2 separate regions of the Mus musculus genome follow, and region 2 is linked to region 1. Evidence: chromatin contacts called from public HiChIP or PLAC-seq data. All regions are on one chromosome and are shown on one strand. The core of a region is the stretch at or near the end of the contact, and the rest is flanking DNA. Distances in the headings are between cores, read along the strand shown. Region 1 overlaps Siah1a (siah E3 ubiquitin protein ligase 1A). Region 2 has its middle 16 kb from the start of N4bp1.

What was found. HiChIP or PLAC-seq counts read pairs in DNA pulled down with a chosen protein or histone mark.
Region 2: a contact with region 1 is called in an H3K27ac HiChIP or PLAC-seq map of embryonic stem cells, with 3 times the contacts expected there. The contact joins two enhancer-like sites. A contact is called at or near these places in 1 of 39 promoter capture datasets (cancer-associated fibroblasts), 5 of 15 datasets of contacts at CTCF or cohesin (CD8 T cells, the NIH/3T3 cell line, embryonic stem cells and 2 more), 80 of 484 Hi-C or Micro-C datasets (the AML12 cell line, B cells, the C10 cell line and 38 more), 14 of 115 datasets of contacts at active chromatin or transcription factors (the 230-238 cell line, bone marrow-derived dendritic cells, embryonic stem cells and 3 more) and 1 of 9 other capture datasets (liver).

What each region holds. Positions count from the first base shown.
Region 1 is chr8:86,725,929-86,733,145 of GRCm38.p6, forward strand. All of the region lies in intron 1 of Siah1a (siah E3 ubiquitin protein ligase 1A), which reads right to left. Among named protein-coding and RNA genes, the nearest start is that of Gm10638, 16 kb to the right of the region's middle. Within about 2 kb of position 2,848, at least 80 of the 459 cell types and tissues checked have an H3K27ac peak or open chromatin away from gene starts, as enhancers often do. A contact at or near this core is called in differentiating embryonic stem cells, embryonic stem cells and memory CD8 T cells, where this site is marked.
Region 2 is chr8:86,898,043-86,905,259 of GRCm38.p6, forward strand. No RefSeq gene overlaps it. Among named protein-coding and RNA genes, the nearest start is that of N4bp1, 16 kb to the left of the region's middle. Within about 2 kb of position 4,764, at least 44 of the 459 cell types and tissues checked have an H3K27ac peak or open chromatin away from gene starts, as enhancers often do. A contact at or near this core is called in differentiating embryonic stem cells, embryonic stem cells and memory CD8 T cells, where this site is marked.

The DNA.
Region 1 (7,217 bases), core at 1,598-4,097:
TATATACATGTCGTAGATACTTGTAAAACATATCACAAGATGTATCATAAACAAAAGAATAAAGTTAAATATAGGAATTTTTTTGTTTTAAAACCACATACAAATAAAAATTGCAAACTAAAGGTTAATTTTTTTTGGAGTTATATAATGAGTAAACCATATTCCCAAAATGTTCTATAGCATGTTTAAAATACCTTTCTGTTCTTAAAAGCACTGGAAATGGGTGGACTACACAGAATGGAATATGAACCACACCGGGCATTGTGGCCACGCCTTTAACCCCTGCACTCCAGACACACAAATAGGTGGAATCGGGAAGTTTGAGGTCAGCCTGGTCTGAATACAGTTTCAGACCAGGCAGGACTACATAGTAAGACCCAGTTTCAAAAAAAGATCCTAAACAATAAAGAACTACAAAACAGTATTAAGAACTTAAATACAGCTGGGCAGGGTCACATGCACCTTTAACTCCCAACATTTGGGAGGCAGAAGCAAATGGATTTCTGAGTTTGAGGCTGGACTGACAGGACTAATCCCCCCAAAAAAAAAAAAAAAGAAAGAAAAAAAAAGAAAGAAAGAAAGAAAAGAATATAAATACAGGGCTGGAGGCTGGAGAGATGGCCTAGCGTTAAAAACACTGGTTGTTCTTCCAAGGACCAGGGTTCAAATCCTAGCACCCAAATGGCATGTCATTAGAGGAATCCAGGTCACTCAAACATATGAAGAGCAGATATACATTCAGGCAAAGCACCCATACACATAAAATGAAAACAAATATTTTTTAAAAGAAGAAAACCTTAAATACAATATAAAATGTATTTGGTCTCCACCTCCATCTATTTCTTCTCAAGTCTGAGTTTAATCATAGCTTCAGGACCCATTGCTTTAGTCCTATGTAGTTGATACGCCAAAGACCATCAGAGCCAGCTCAATTCCTCCCAGCAGTGAATAACATTGTTAGTAGAAGTGTGGTGTGGGAATGGGCTCAGACATGATCACAGGGAAAGGAATTGCTGCCATCCTGTTATCTACCTGCAGCTATCTACCTAGTCCTTTTTTTCAAGTCAGCTAGGTATCATTTTTGTCTCCCATCAGTCAGTGCCCATCTCAAGGTTGAAGGAATAAGAAGTGGAGAACCCCACAGAACACCAAACGCTGGGAGGGATGAGCAGAGAGCTCCCTGAGCCCGTGGGTTCCCTCATGTGGCTGCAGCTTTCACTCTTAAGTACCCACAGGACTTCTGAGTCATCTGGACAAAGGACCAGATCGTGAGGGCCAAGCACAATATGCTCCTTTCCCCGGACTCTGCCTCTGTGGGATACAGCAGGTTATAATGTGTCTCAGAAATTGACAAAAGATCAATCGGTGTCCTAACAGTGCACCCCCTGAGACGACACTAAATATAGCATTTCTTGCCAGTTATAATCATTCTGCTGCAAAGGTTTTAACATTTCAAAAGCAGTGGTTACAAATGTAGCCAAGTCAAGATAATTGGAGTTCTAGGCTGCAGCAGACAGTAGACACTGTCAATAAGGGAACCAGGAGCAGCACTGGAAGTTTACATTTCTTCTTTTGTTACTAAAGCAATACTTTCAAGTTCAAAGGGCAAAAAGTACTAACAAATATTTAGCTTGCCTGCGGCCTTGGGTTTCCTCTCCAACACAGTGTAAAAAAACCTCCATCACAAGGCTCATGCCCATGGTATATAAGAATAGAAGATTAATTAGCTCTCACCATCTGAAGCCCTGTGATCCAGGCATCACGATAAAAAGAGCACTCTGTAATCTAGTTACCACCTGAGCAAATTCTTTATGCAGATGACTTATCCATTTTAGGTGACTTGTGAGACAATGGGTTTGGCATTACCAAAGTGGTCGGCTTCCCACCTCCTCCACCGTGTTAAGTGTAGCTCACTCACTTAAAGGAACACAGTAATTTGAAAAGTTATTTCTTCAAAAACAGCTCTGGTTACATCAAAGACCTCAATGTATATTTAAATAGAATATAGCCAAGATCATAAGAAAAACACTAGACCAGTGCCTAGATCTAGCAAAATATCTCTAGCAGTTATCAGCACAAGTTCAGGTTCATGTTATAACATTTTTATTACCTTCCAAACACTGTAGAAAGCACACTAATTTCTACTGAGCATGAGCAACAAAATGTGGTCAGAGGCACAGAAAACTCCTATACCATTACCAAGAATGCAGCTCCATCTTGAGCCACAAGCCTCAACCTCGAAGCAGGACTACAGTAGAAACCAAGGACAAGTCTGCCAAAGTCGTGACACCCCTGAAGCTTGCTTTAAATCGGGGTTGCTGTAGCTCCACTGAACCCTCACTGCCGACCTCACAGAGCCAGACAAAGCGGTGCAGCCTAAACCGGAATCCACAGGTTCACACGGTCTGGTTTCTCTCTTAGAAACAGTTGTTTTTATGTTGGTACCTTTCCTCTTCCTGGTCCTGGTCCCAACCGTTGGCAAGCATGTGAGCAGGACTCCCTTCCAGGAATGCAGAAAGTGTGCAGGCTTCCAGGTCATGAGAATGGAGGCTTCAGGTTCCTGCAACCCCCAAGGCCAGCCTGCAGAAGCCCCTCCTGGGCCCCGGGCTCCTAAGCACAGAAGGCTGCTCGCTTCCATTCAGTCTTAAAAGTAGTTCAGCAGTGGCTTGTCCCCAGGAGACACAACACTTGCCATGAACTTTCTAAGCTGCGTGATCTTAAACCAGTGATCTCCACTAACTTAGCCACTTAGCCCAGAAGCGGCCCGGCGGCTCTGGCGTCCTGCTGCTTAGTCTTCAACACCTGGCAGGCGCTAGGGCAAGTCGAGAGAGAGAGGGCGGACTTCGCCTTAAGCCCCACCCTACAGCCCACCTGAGCTGCTCTGCCTGGCGCCACCAGCAACTTGAAGCCTGTACACTTGGCAGCAGTTGAGTCTAGTAGAATATGTTTCCAGAGGTCACGATCTCAGTGCTTTCTTAAGGCTTCAGGGTAGGAAACATACATACAGGGATGAAGGGAAGTACACAGCCAGGCAAAGTCTTTGTCCTGAGAATTCTCGTTTGCATGAAGTGAAAAACACTCTCCCCCAAACTCAATACTTCCAGGCCTCAACTACCATTTTCCTCAATTCTAACTCCGCTGCTTGTGGGCCAACCTACTTCAAACGCCCCCTTCCAATGCAGAGAATTGTAAGCACACTCAGAACAGGGAAAACTTTACTTCTCCCTCCAAACTGAGCCGGTACCCTCATCCCACTCTGGGAAAGCTTTCCTAACTGGCCTCATTTTAAACTAGAGTAGCTTGCCTTGATTTTAAACAAACCTTATTACCTGTATTAGTCAGGGTTCTCTAGAGTCACAGAACTTATGGATAGTCTCTATATAGTAAAAGAATTTATTGATGACTTACAGTCGGCAGCCCAATTCCCAACAATGGTTCAGTCGTAGCTGTGAATGGAAGTCCATGGATCTAGCAGTTACTCAGTCTCACACAGCAAGCAGGCGAAGGAGCAAGAGCGAGACTCCCTTCTTCCAATGTCCTTATGTTGTCTCCAGCAGAAGGTGTAGCCCAGATTAAAGGTGTGTTCCTTAAACTTGGAGATTTAATCTTCTGGAATCCATAGCCACTATGGCTCAAGATCTCTATACCAAGATCCAGATCAGAAACTTCTATCTCCAAGCCTCCAGATAAGGGTCACTGGTGAGCCTTCCAATTCTGGATTGTAGTTCATTCCAAATATAGTCAAGTTGACAACCAGGAATAGCCACTACAGTACCCTTGCCCCATAAAGTCCTGTGCACCTCAAACTTGGACGGTGTCAGGGCAGCTTCAAAGGGTTAAGCTGGTATTACATGATGCTTAGGACAACCTTCAACACAACCAAAACCTGGCAGGCAGTGAGGGCTCCAATAAAATGGCTTTTACCCACTTTCAGCAACTTCAACCCCATCCACTTGCCCACCTTTATCGTGTTCAATAATTTTCCTCTTACTTTAATACTAGATTACACTGAACATCTTTAAGAACAGAAATACAACCTGGACTTTCTAAATTGTACATCTCAAGCCCACTTTGGCAAAAAACTAAACAGAAAAAAAATAGTATTAACACCTTTTAATTTTGTCTTAATATTTTCAGAGTATAAAGCCACTGCTAGGTTTTTTGTTTGGGGGTGTTTTGTCTGTCGAGGCAGGGATCGCTCATTGATCCCCGACTGCCACTGAACTCTGAGAGCCTGAAGATGACCCTAAACTTCTGATCTTCCAGTGTTCACCATCTCCCAATAAATAGTGAGATTGCTCACCACACCTAGTTTTATGTGGTGCCATGCCTTTTGAAAAACTAAGCAAGCACTAGATTTATACCAAGTGAGCTATCTCTCCAGCTCATATACATTTGTTGATGTGTATGTCTGCCTGACCTAAAATCCTCTAGCCCAGAGGCTTGGCTGCCCTTCTCCTAGTTCCCCTTCCCTATTTAATCCAGCTGTTTTGATTACCAGGTCCGTTTATTTGTTTTATTTACCCTTTACTCTTCCAGCCCTCCCCTCTCCCCTCTCCCCTCTGGCCTGGCTCAGGGCCATGTTCTCTCAGGACTCTCCCAGGTGTCCCTGCCTCTAACTATGCTCTATCTCAGGTCTACAACAAACCTCCTCTGCCACACCTTTGAGCAGTCATGTCCTTCCTTTTTTATTTTTTCCATTCATCTGGCGATGAAATCATGGGATTGGCATGTATGAGCTTTCTTCCTAAAGACTCGTCCTCTTTGAACCAAGCTGCTATGAGTCTCCTAAGACATGTCTGGATCGTTTGTTTCTGCTGGCTTCTGCCATCTGTCAGATCTGATCCCAAATTCAACAGCTACTTCTTCCTACACACGTTCTAAGCATTCCTCTCTGTCTGTCTCTACAGCTCCAAGGGTCTTCTACACCCTCCCAAGGCACCACCTGGGCACTCAACCTCACTCTCAGCTCTGACCTGCCACACTCATGTCCAGGCCTCGCTACCAGGACATTTACTGTCTCCCTTTTCCCCTGCTCTGTCATCTCTCTCTACTGGATAAGTGTTACCCCAAGCTTCCAGCTTTGTCTACTATTACTACAAATGCCACTTTTGTGCCAGGAGCTCCTCTGGCCCTACATGGGCCCCAGTCATGTGGGAAGGGACACCTTTCCTCTGTGATTTGGAAATTTTTTCTCTCTGCCAAGTTTGCCATTCAGTTTGGGTTCACCCTGGATAGAAATTCTTGTCACAAAGACACTTCATCCACCTCAGCTCAGTTAGCTTTCTCTTGCCTCCCCCTAGGGACTGTAGACCTACTAAGATATTTCTCTGCAGCTTCTGCTCCCAGCTGCTCCCTAAAGTTCCATCTCCCCTCTCAGTTGCCTACTCTACTTCTTCCTTAAGCCTGTTAGTAGGCTCCTCCCATGGGCAGAGCTCTAGTAGCTTCTCTAAACCCAAGCCCATCTGGGCCACTATGAGCTCTCTATCAGCTTTTGGAGCTTATAGAAAATCCCTCCAGTGGTTTGGGGTTTGTTGTTGTTGTTGTTGTTGTTGTTGTTGTTTTAGGGGTGGGGGTGCTCTCTCTGCCTCCTTCTCAACCTATAAACAGCTTGGCCTCAGTACAGATCAATGGCAAAAATTGCCACACTTGATTTTCAACTGCCACGGCACAAATAAATAATCCCCCCGAATGGCTTCCATCTAAACTCGCTCTGCTCTACCCTTCCTCCACTCCCCACTCTTAGGCATCTTCCATCTCTCAATGCCTCTGCTACAACTTACTGTGTGTGTGATCCAACTCTGGTTTAGAATATACTGTATACGTAACTTAGATTCAATTGTTTTGTTTGTTGTTTTCAAAACAAGGTTTCTCTGTATAGCACTGGCTATCCTGAAACTCACAGAGATTCCCCTACATTTAAAGGCATATGCTACCACTGCCTAACTGGATTCAACTCTTGTTTTTAAAGAACTGCCTGGCTGGATTCAACTCTTGTTTTAAAAAATAGATCTTTAAATAAATAAATAAATAAATAAATAAATCTTGGGCTGGAGAGATGGTTCAGAGGTTAAGAGCACTGACTGCTCTTCCAGAGGTCCTGAGTTCAATTCCCAGCAACCACATGGTGGCTCACAACCATCTGTAATGGATTTGGTGCCCTCTTCTGGTGTGTCTGAAGACAGTTACAGTGCTCCCATAAACACAATAAACAAATCTTTTTTTTTAATCTTTTAAATAATGGCCACATGACTGGTGACTGGCTGCCATCTTTACTAAGGTTAAAGAGAGTACATGCCGTGGGACTTACTACCATCTTATGATAAAACAACACCTATACAACTTTTTTAGTCCTACTGAACCCTCTGCTTCTCCTTTTAGACTAAGAAAACAACAGGTCTCCAAAATATTGTGGATTAGTATGGATACATGACCTGGAGTTCAAGTTCCAAGTGGCAAAAATGCTAATAAAATTATAACTATACGATTATGGATTTACACTTTATATTAGGGACTTGAGTTAAAACCTTTAAACATGATGCACTTCTGCAACCATGAAGACCTAGGTCAACCTCTCACACACATAAAAAGCCAAAGGGAGGAGATACTTATTATTCCAGCACTGGGAAATGGAGACAGAGGGACTCCTGGAGCCTCTGGGCCAGCTAATCTAACTACACTTAGCAGTGCACTCCAGGTCAATGAGACCCATTCTCAAAGGAGGTAAATGGGTTGTCCTCAGGTCTCTGTGTGTGTGTTAAAAAAAGGACATGACAGAAAGCTGACATGGAAAAGGAACATAGGCAGTGACTTGTAAGGGAACTCAAATTTGTGAAGCATCTGCTGCTTCCAAGATTCCCTATTTGAGGCTTTCGTTTTGGGGGAAAAAAAAAAAACCTATAAGAACCTCATAGTACTATGTAGAAGAAATACTGCAATATGGTTAATAAATAAAATGCTAAATAAGAGTAGTCTTCTTAGAAGTGATACATCATAGCATTTGAAGTGTTTACTAAAGAAGAGTACAGAGCCGGGCGGATGTGGCGCACACCTTTAGTCCCAGCACTTGGGAGGCAGAGGCAGGCGGATTTTGAGTTCGAGGCCAGCCTGGTCTACAAAGTGAGTTCCAGGACAGCCAGGGCTATACAGAGAAACCCCTCGAGGGGAAAAAAAAAAGTGCCCCCTGGAAGCACTAGCTCTCAACTCACTGCACTCTC
Region 2 (7,217 bases), core at 3,514-6,013, 170 kb after region 1:
CTGACAACAGATGTACATCAAGGACTGACAGGCAGAAAACTGTCACTGGGGCCTCACCTTAGCTTGGTCCCTACTGTTGTTGTGGCCTTCTGCAATTGTCACCTGACCAACTACCTGCTTGGTCATTTGGACCCAGAGCTGGGGTTCCTACTGCAGCTCAGGTATGCCCTTTGTCCCTGCAGCTGAAGCTGTCTTTACTGCCAAGCCTGCTTCTCCTGCTGCCTGGATCCACAGCAACAGCTTCTTCCTTCTGGCTTGTTTGCATTGGCTGGCCTATCAATACACACTCTGTTTGCGTTTCTATCAGCTTACTTCTGAAACTGTTGAATTCTGCAGTCCACACTCTGCCATTGCCCCCAGGAGAACTTTGGGTGTGGGGGTGGGGGTGGGGAATCCTCAACTTTAGGGATCGTGTGTGTGTGTGTGTGTGTGTGTGTGTGTGTGTGTGTGTGTGTATAATTTTCATTCATTCTCCAAACCACATAAACACATAGAAAGACAAATAGATGTATTTGCTGTGTGCTGTGTGCAATGAAAGCTAATATTGGGAATTAAGCATTCACTTAGACGGATTACTAAAGTAGGTGGAAGTGTCTGCCATTTAAGCCACTGCTCCTTGTAAATTTACAGTTATTTAGTAAAGTCTGACTTTATGTGCTCACCTGTTTCTGGTCCCTTTTCTTGTTCAGGAAAGGGACCTTCCTGGTAGACAGGATGGACATCTGGAGAGGACTGTGAGGCAGAGGAGGCAAGATTTTGATGGCTCCACTGGGTCTGAAGAGAAGCTAGAGGTCTGTACCTGCAGCTGGGCCTGGGAGGAAGGAGAGCAAGGGGTATTGAGAGGTGGGCAGAGACCAGAGCTGCATGCCTGGATGCTGTCCGGGGGTGGACGCAGTCACTGATAAAGTTTTCTCCAAATCATAGGTCTGCAAGGGCCTGTGTCCTTGTAGACACTCTTCTTGTTTGGAAGGTGCTAGCCATGAGAAACCTTTCTTTGTTTCTTCCTTTGTTTCTTCCTTTGTTTCTTCCTTTGTTTCTTTCTTTGTTACTTTCTTTGTTTTTCTTTGGTTTACAGTCTGGCTCCCATCAATAGAACGAGACAGTCACCAACCCTGGCAGGAATAAAAAATGTAGCCATTTTAGTGAGAGAGTGTACTAGCCTAGCTGGAGTTCTAGCGCAACCTATTTTGCAAAAAGAGAAATTGCCTTGTTAAAATTGGTTTCATTTGCTCCTGTGTTCCTCTGTATGACACCAAGATGACCGATCTTCAACACTGATGACAAAATGACAGATAGCACTGTAGTTTACAACATTCGTGTTTTGCTCCCTTTTGTTTGTTTTGATTTAGTGGGTTTTTTTTGTTTGAGATAGGGTCTCACTGTATAGCTCTAGCTGGCTTGTGAACTTGCTATGTAGACCAGACTGACTTCAGACTCAGTAATCCACCTGCCTCTGACCCTTGAGTGGTGGAATTAAAGGTGTGCACCATCATGTCTGGTTTAAAGATTTGTTTTTGAAACAGAGTTTCTCTCTGTAATTCAAACTAGTCTGGTACTCACTACATAGCTCAGGCTAATATGAAACTCATGACAAGCCTCCTGCTTTAGCTTCTTAAACACTGGCATTACATGCTATCAAGTCCACTTGATAAATTTTACTTTGCAGAGGAAGGCATGTCTGAGATGAGGACAAAGAGATGCTGTCACATGGAGGAGGCTTCTGGAGTGATGCATTAGAACCGTAGTCAGGCCCAACACCTCGCTGGTCACAGATGGTTTTAGAACTCAATAGCCAAGCTGAAGGAAGCATTGTCTCAGTCGAAGTTCCCTCTTCCCACTGGCCTGAGTTAAGTTGTGCAAACAAACAAACAAACAAACAAAATCAATCTCTCTCGGGGGCGAGAAGACATTTGTGACTTTGGTGTAGGCTACTGAATTAGTCAGGGTTCCCTAGAGGAACTGATGTGATAGAATGAATCTCTCTATAGAAAAAAGGGACCTAGAATGGCTTAAGGCTGTGCTCCAGCTAATTCAAAGATGGCTGGCATCCAACAGAAAGTCTAAGAATCCAGTAGCTGTTCAGTCCGGGATCCTGATGTCTCCACTGGTCCTCAGCGTGCACTGGAATCCTGAAGAGGGCTCTAATGCCAGGGAAGGGCTGGACTTACAGGCAAGAACAAGCAGGCAATGATCAAAAGGTTTCTCTTCCCATGTCTTTTACATAGTCTGCCAGCAGAAGGGTTGGCCCAGATTTAAAATGGGCCTTCCCTCCTTAGATAATAAATAAAATCAAATAAAATCTGGATTTAGGATGGGTCTTCCCACTGCAATTGATTTAATTAAGAAAAATATCCCTCACCGGTGTGCCCAGCCACTTGGATTTTTAGTTAATTCCAGATGTGGTCAACCAAGAATAGCCATCCCAGTTACCTCACATGGCAGACTTCACATGCAGCCTGTGATCTAGGTACTGACACTGGCTGAACACATCTTCCTGGAAGGGGAGCAGAAAGAAAGCGATGTCTGTAATATAGGGCAGAAAACTCCATAGTCCCTTGGAAGATGTGAAGAGCTTTTCTGATGTGGGACTTTTGCTGGGTAGACAGTGCACATATGTCTTCTCGCCCCCGAGAGGGATCGATTTTGTTTGTTTGTTTGTTTGTTTGTTTACACAACTTAACTCAGGCCAGTGGGAAGAGGGAACTTCAACTGAGACAATGCTTCCTTCAGCTTGGCCTGTAGGCAAGTCTGTGGGTTGTTTTCTTGATTGGTGATTGACATGAGAGAGGCTGTTTTGTTTTATTTTGGAATGTAGGCCATGGCATCACTGAGCAGGTGGTCCTGGGGTGTCCGAGAAAGCAGGTCAAGCAACCACAAGGAGTGCTGTAGTAAACAGACCTCCATGGTCTCCACTTCAGTTCTTACCGTCCGTTTGCTTTCAGCTCCTGCCCTGACTTTTCTCAGTGATGGAGTAGGACCTGGGGTTTTAAGGGTTCTAAGGTGAGATAAGTAATTTCCTTCCCAATTTGCTTTTAGATTTATTTATTTATTTATTTATTTATTTATTTATTTAATGTATGAGTATTCTATTTGCATGTACACCTCATGCCAGAAGAGGCATCAGATCACACTATAGATGGTGTGAGCCACCATGTGGTTGCTGGGGATTGAACTCAGGACCTCTGAATAAGCAGACAGTGCTCTTAACCCCTAAGCCATCTCTTCAGCCTCCCAATTTACTTTTAGTCATAGCCTTTATCACAGTAATAGAAAGTAAACTAGAACAGAAGATGCATAAAATTTGTTCCCTGAGCACAGACATACAAGTTTTTTTTTTCCCCTAGATACCTCTGCATAAGAGGAGCTGCCTGGGGTAGGGGCTGGAGTATATGCTAGTACCCAGAATACTGTTGTACAGTTTCAACTTTATCTGAGTGAGCTCACATGGCCCCAACAACTTTTAGAAGGTGGGGTTGTACCCATCTTACAGACAAAGAAATAGAGGCTTATAGCAATGAAGTACCTCACTTGGAACCCTCACAACTAGGAAGTGACAGTAAGAACAGGCACGGCATATTGTGCTATTCAGGACTTCCCTGTGGACCTGAGGAGACAGAGGTTCCTTGGTTCCTTAGGACTGAGACCTGTGACCTGTAGGATAAGGGACTCTACAGTCCTTCTCTATCCCTGGGTCATAGGAGACAGGTAACAAACCCCAACTGTTGTTAAAAGAGACTAGGTGCTGAGGTAAAGCTCTGAAGCATCTCCCGGCAGCAGTACCGGGTCTGGGGCTGTGAGGAGCCTGCAGTAGGATTTGCTGCAGAATTTCATTGGACCCCTCTTTGTCTGAGAAACCAAGATGGGAGTGAAGTGTGCTTTCCCGAGGCCGAACCTTGATTGGCCAGGGCTCCTCAAGCACATAGGCTCCCGAGGTGGTTTAGTAAAGGGTCACTAGCACCTCCTTGTCCCTTCCCATTGTCTTGTTCCTGCTCCTGCCACAGGTCACCTCCACTACAGCAAGGGAAGAGGTGGGAGCCTGTGGAAGAGGCAATCAACCAGCTGGGGTGGGGTGGGGTGGTAAGGAACGCGGCTCCTCAAGTTGCTAGAATACTTGGCCTAAGACACCAGGGTCAGGCAGTCTCACAGGAAGCTGGGTCTCCGCCCTTCCCCTTGAGCTTCCTAGTAAAAATAACTGATGTTTCCTGAAGCGTTCACATGTGGCAGGAAGGCTGAGCTCGGAGCTGCCAGGTCACCACCAAGATTCCTTTTGTTTTGCAATGGATAGGATAGAAAGAATGTCTCTCTCTCTCTCTCTCTGCCTCACCTCCTCTTCCTCCTCATCACTTCTGCCTTCTTTTTATTTAGAATTCCTAAATTCCTCTTACGGAAGAGCTAAGCTCCTCTTTGCCCTACAGTGTGGAAACAACATCACTGATAATGTCAGGTAATTAATTCAATGGCAAACAGACTGAAACAAATTGTAACTCCAGTGCATTTAGTTTTTGTTCTTTTCTGTTTTGAGAAGAGTTATTATGGCAAGAAACAGTTTCCCTTGCAATTATACTCAACTTAAAAAAAAAAAAACAGAACAAAACAACAAGACTAAGAACACCTTAGGTGTTCAGGGTTCATGTGGCTATTTCCAGAGTCATGAAGAGGGATGGATATAAATGACTTAAATGTGGAAACAAGCATCGCGGCTGGTGATTCTCGACCTTGTGCGATATGAGCTCTTGGGCTAATTGTGCAACCTTTGAAAAAGCCACACTTAGTTTAAGGGTTGGTTCTGCACCCTGCACTGGTCAAACAAAACCTTTGCATAATAAAAGGCTTGGCTTTGCCTATCCCGTAGTTGGTTGGGTCTTTGGTTGGGTCAGACCAAGCCAGGCCCCTCGTTTCTGTTTCTTTTGGGGGTGGGGTCGGATGGGGGGTGTTTTGTTTGTTTGTTTTTTTGTTTTAGACAAGGTTTTCTTCTGTAGCCCAGGCTGGCCTGGAACTCGCTAGGTTGCTAGGGTTGGGGTTTTGAACCTACAGAAATCCTCAGAGTACAGGCACAAACTCCTGTTTATCCGATAGTTTCCTCAAGGAGGATATTTCAGTTCTCTTCCTCTTTTTCCCTCCTGCCAATGTGGTGCTCAGACTTGGAGCTAGAGGATAAAGAGAACATCTCAGAGGTTTTTGCACCTCATAACTTGTCAGTTACTGACTAGCAACTGAAGGAAACGCTTCTGCTTTGAATCGCCTACGCCCTTGGCGCCACCTGCTGGTCGCATCGCGCCAATGCAGCTCTGATCCGTGGAGAATCTAAGCCTACCTTCTGAGCCAAACCTGAGAAAATCTGGTGAGTTGTTGCACACCAGCATCTCCTTCTTTACCCCCAGCATCTCCACACCCAAGCTAGTGCCCTCTGCTCCCCTCGGTATGAGGAGAGCTGCTAGCCTAGGTAGGGGACTAGAGAGATGGCTCGGTAACTAAGGAACTGCAGAGGAACTGAGTTTGAGTCCCAGCACCCAGGGATCCATGGGATTCGACACCTTTGGTCTACATAGACATCCCCTCCCCCCTCCTTCCACCACAGATCTAATCTGGAGGTTTGCTCCCTCAAGCAAAGAGGTCATCAGAGTCACTTCTGAACAGCGATTTCCCCTTGACCCAGGGGCCACTTTTGAAGAACTTCCCTGTGTGTTTGTGACTGCGGACTTGGTGGACCTGTGAGCAGGACATCTGTGGCCCAGCTAGCCATAGGCCTCACTGAATAGACTCTAGCTTACAGTGGGCCCTGGGCTGCATTTTTAACCGGCACCCATTGGACCTGGGCCTCTTTGGCCTGAAGAATCACCTTGCTTAGCAGCATCCTTCCGCAGCTCCGCTTCCAAGCTCCACCGGAAGCCGCTGCGCGCTGAACTGAGCTTTCTCTGGTCTAGGGTCTGCCTTTCCTTTACAAGGATATTCCTTCAGTGCTCATCGCAGGTCCTTAAGGGGCCTGTGTGTGCGTGTGTGCGTGTGTGTGTGTGTGTGTGTAAGCTTAGGGATGTCACTTGACTTTCCTAAAGACAGGGGAATAGTGTTTGATCCAACCAAGTCAGTCGGATTTCAAAACTGCTCCTTCTTATCCACCTTTCCCCCTCTCCTCTTCTCATCCTGTCCCTCCTCGTATTTCCCTTCTTGCCCGGCTCCTTTCTTGTCCCCTTTCCTCTGTTCTCCCCCTCCCCAGTCCTCCTCAGTACCCTCCATCCTTCCCCCTCCTCCCCTTGTCCTCCCCTCCACACTTTGGTATGCTTTACACGGGTCCAGGTTCTCCTAGCATCCCTCGGGCCCCTTCCTGGCAAACCCTGCCCCCAACCCTGAACTTTCCAGCCCAGGGGCAGGGGCTGGGCTCCCCCTCCCCAAGCTCTTTCCTATATAAAACAGACATCTTGGTCTCCTTCTCCTCTCGCCTCTCTTCCTGCTCTTCCCCTTCACCTTCTCGGAGTGCACGATTTCTCTCTTTCTCTTCCCCCCTCCCATCTGTGTTCCAAGGAATAGGAGAAACTGGAGTTCAGGTGGTTGTAGCCACCAGGTATGTGCTGGGAACCCAGCCCAGGCCATTTGTAAGAGTAGCTAGTGTCCTTAACCACGGAGCCATCCCTCCAGGTCCCCCCTTTTACTTGCACAGATAGTTGTCTTTAAAAAAATTTTTTTATTGATTTTGAGACACCATGTAGACAAGACTGGCCTCGGGCCTTTTCACAATCTTAAAGCACACAGAATTTCTTGGGGCAGCTAAGATGGAATATAGGTTCTAGTAAGTAATGACTCAGGAGTATCAGAGGGGAGAGTGTGCTACCCTTGGGATGTTTGGATGTGCCCATCCACTGAGCTATTTAAGGCATATTAAATATTAGGCTACGTGTGTGCATGCACGTGTGTGTGCGTGTGTGTGTGTGTGTGTGTGTGTGTGTGTGCGTTTTACTTGGGAATCCAGAATATTGGGGCGGGTAGTCGGGGGTGAGTAGAGTGCACTAATTGGCTGCTGCTACAGTGGGGTCTGCCTCTTGCTATGCGGCAGGTGGAGCTCTCCCCCTGGGTTTGCTAGTGGCGTAGCCACCCATCAGTCTTTTCTCCCTCCCCGCCCATTGGATCTGGAGATCCCTAAAGCGGAGATCATTTGTCTCTGTGGTTCTCACAACAGTGTCTGAACACTTATCATGTGCCAGATGCCCCACTAAGTGCTTTTG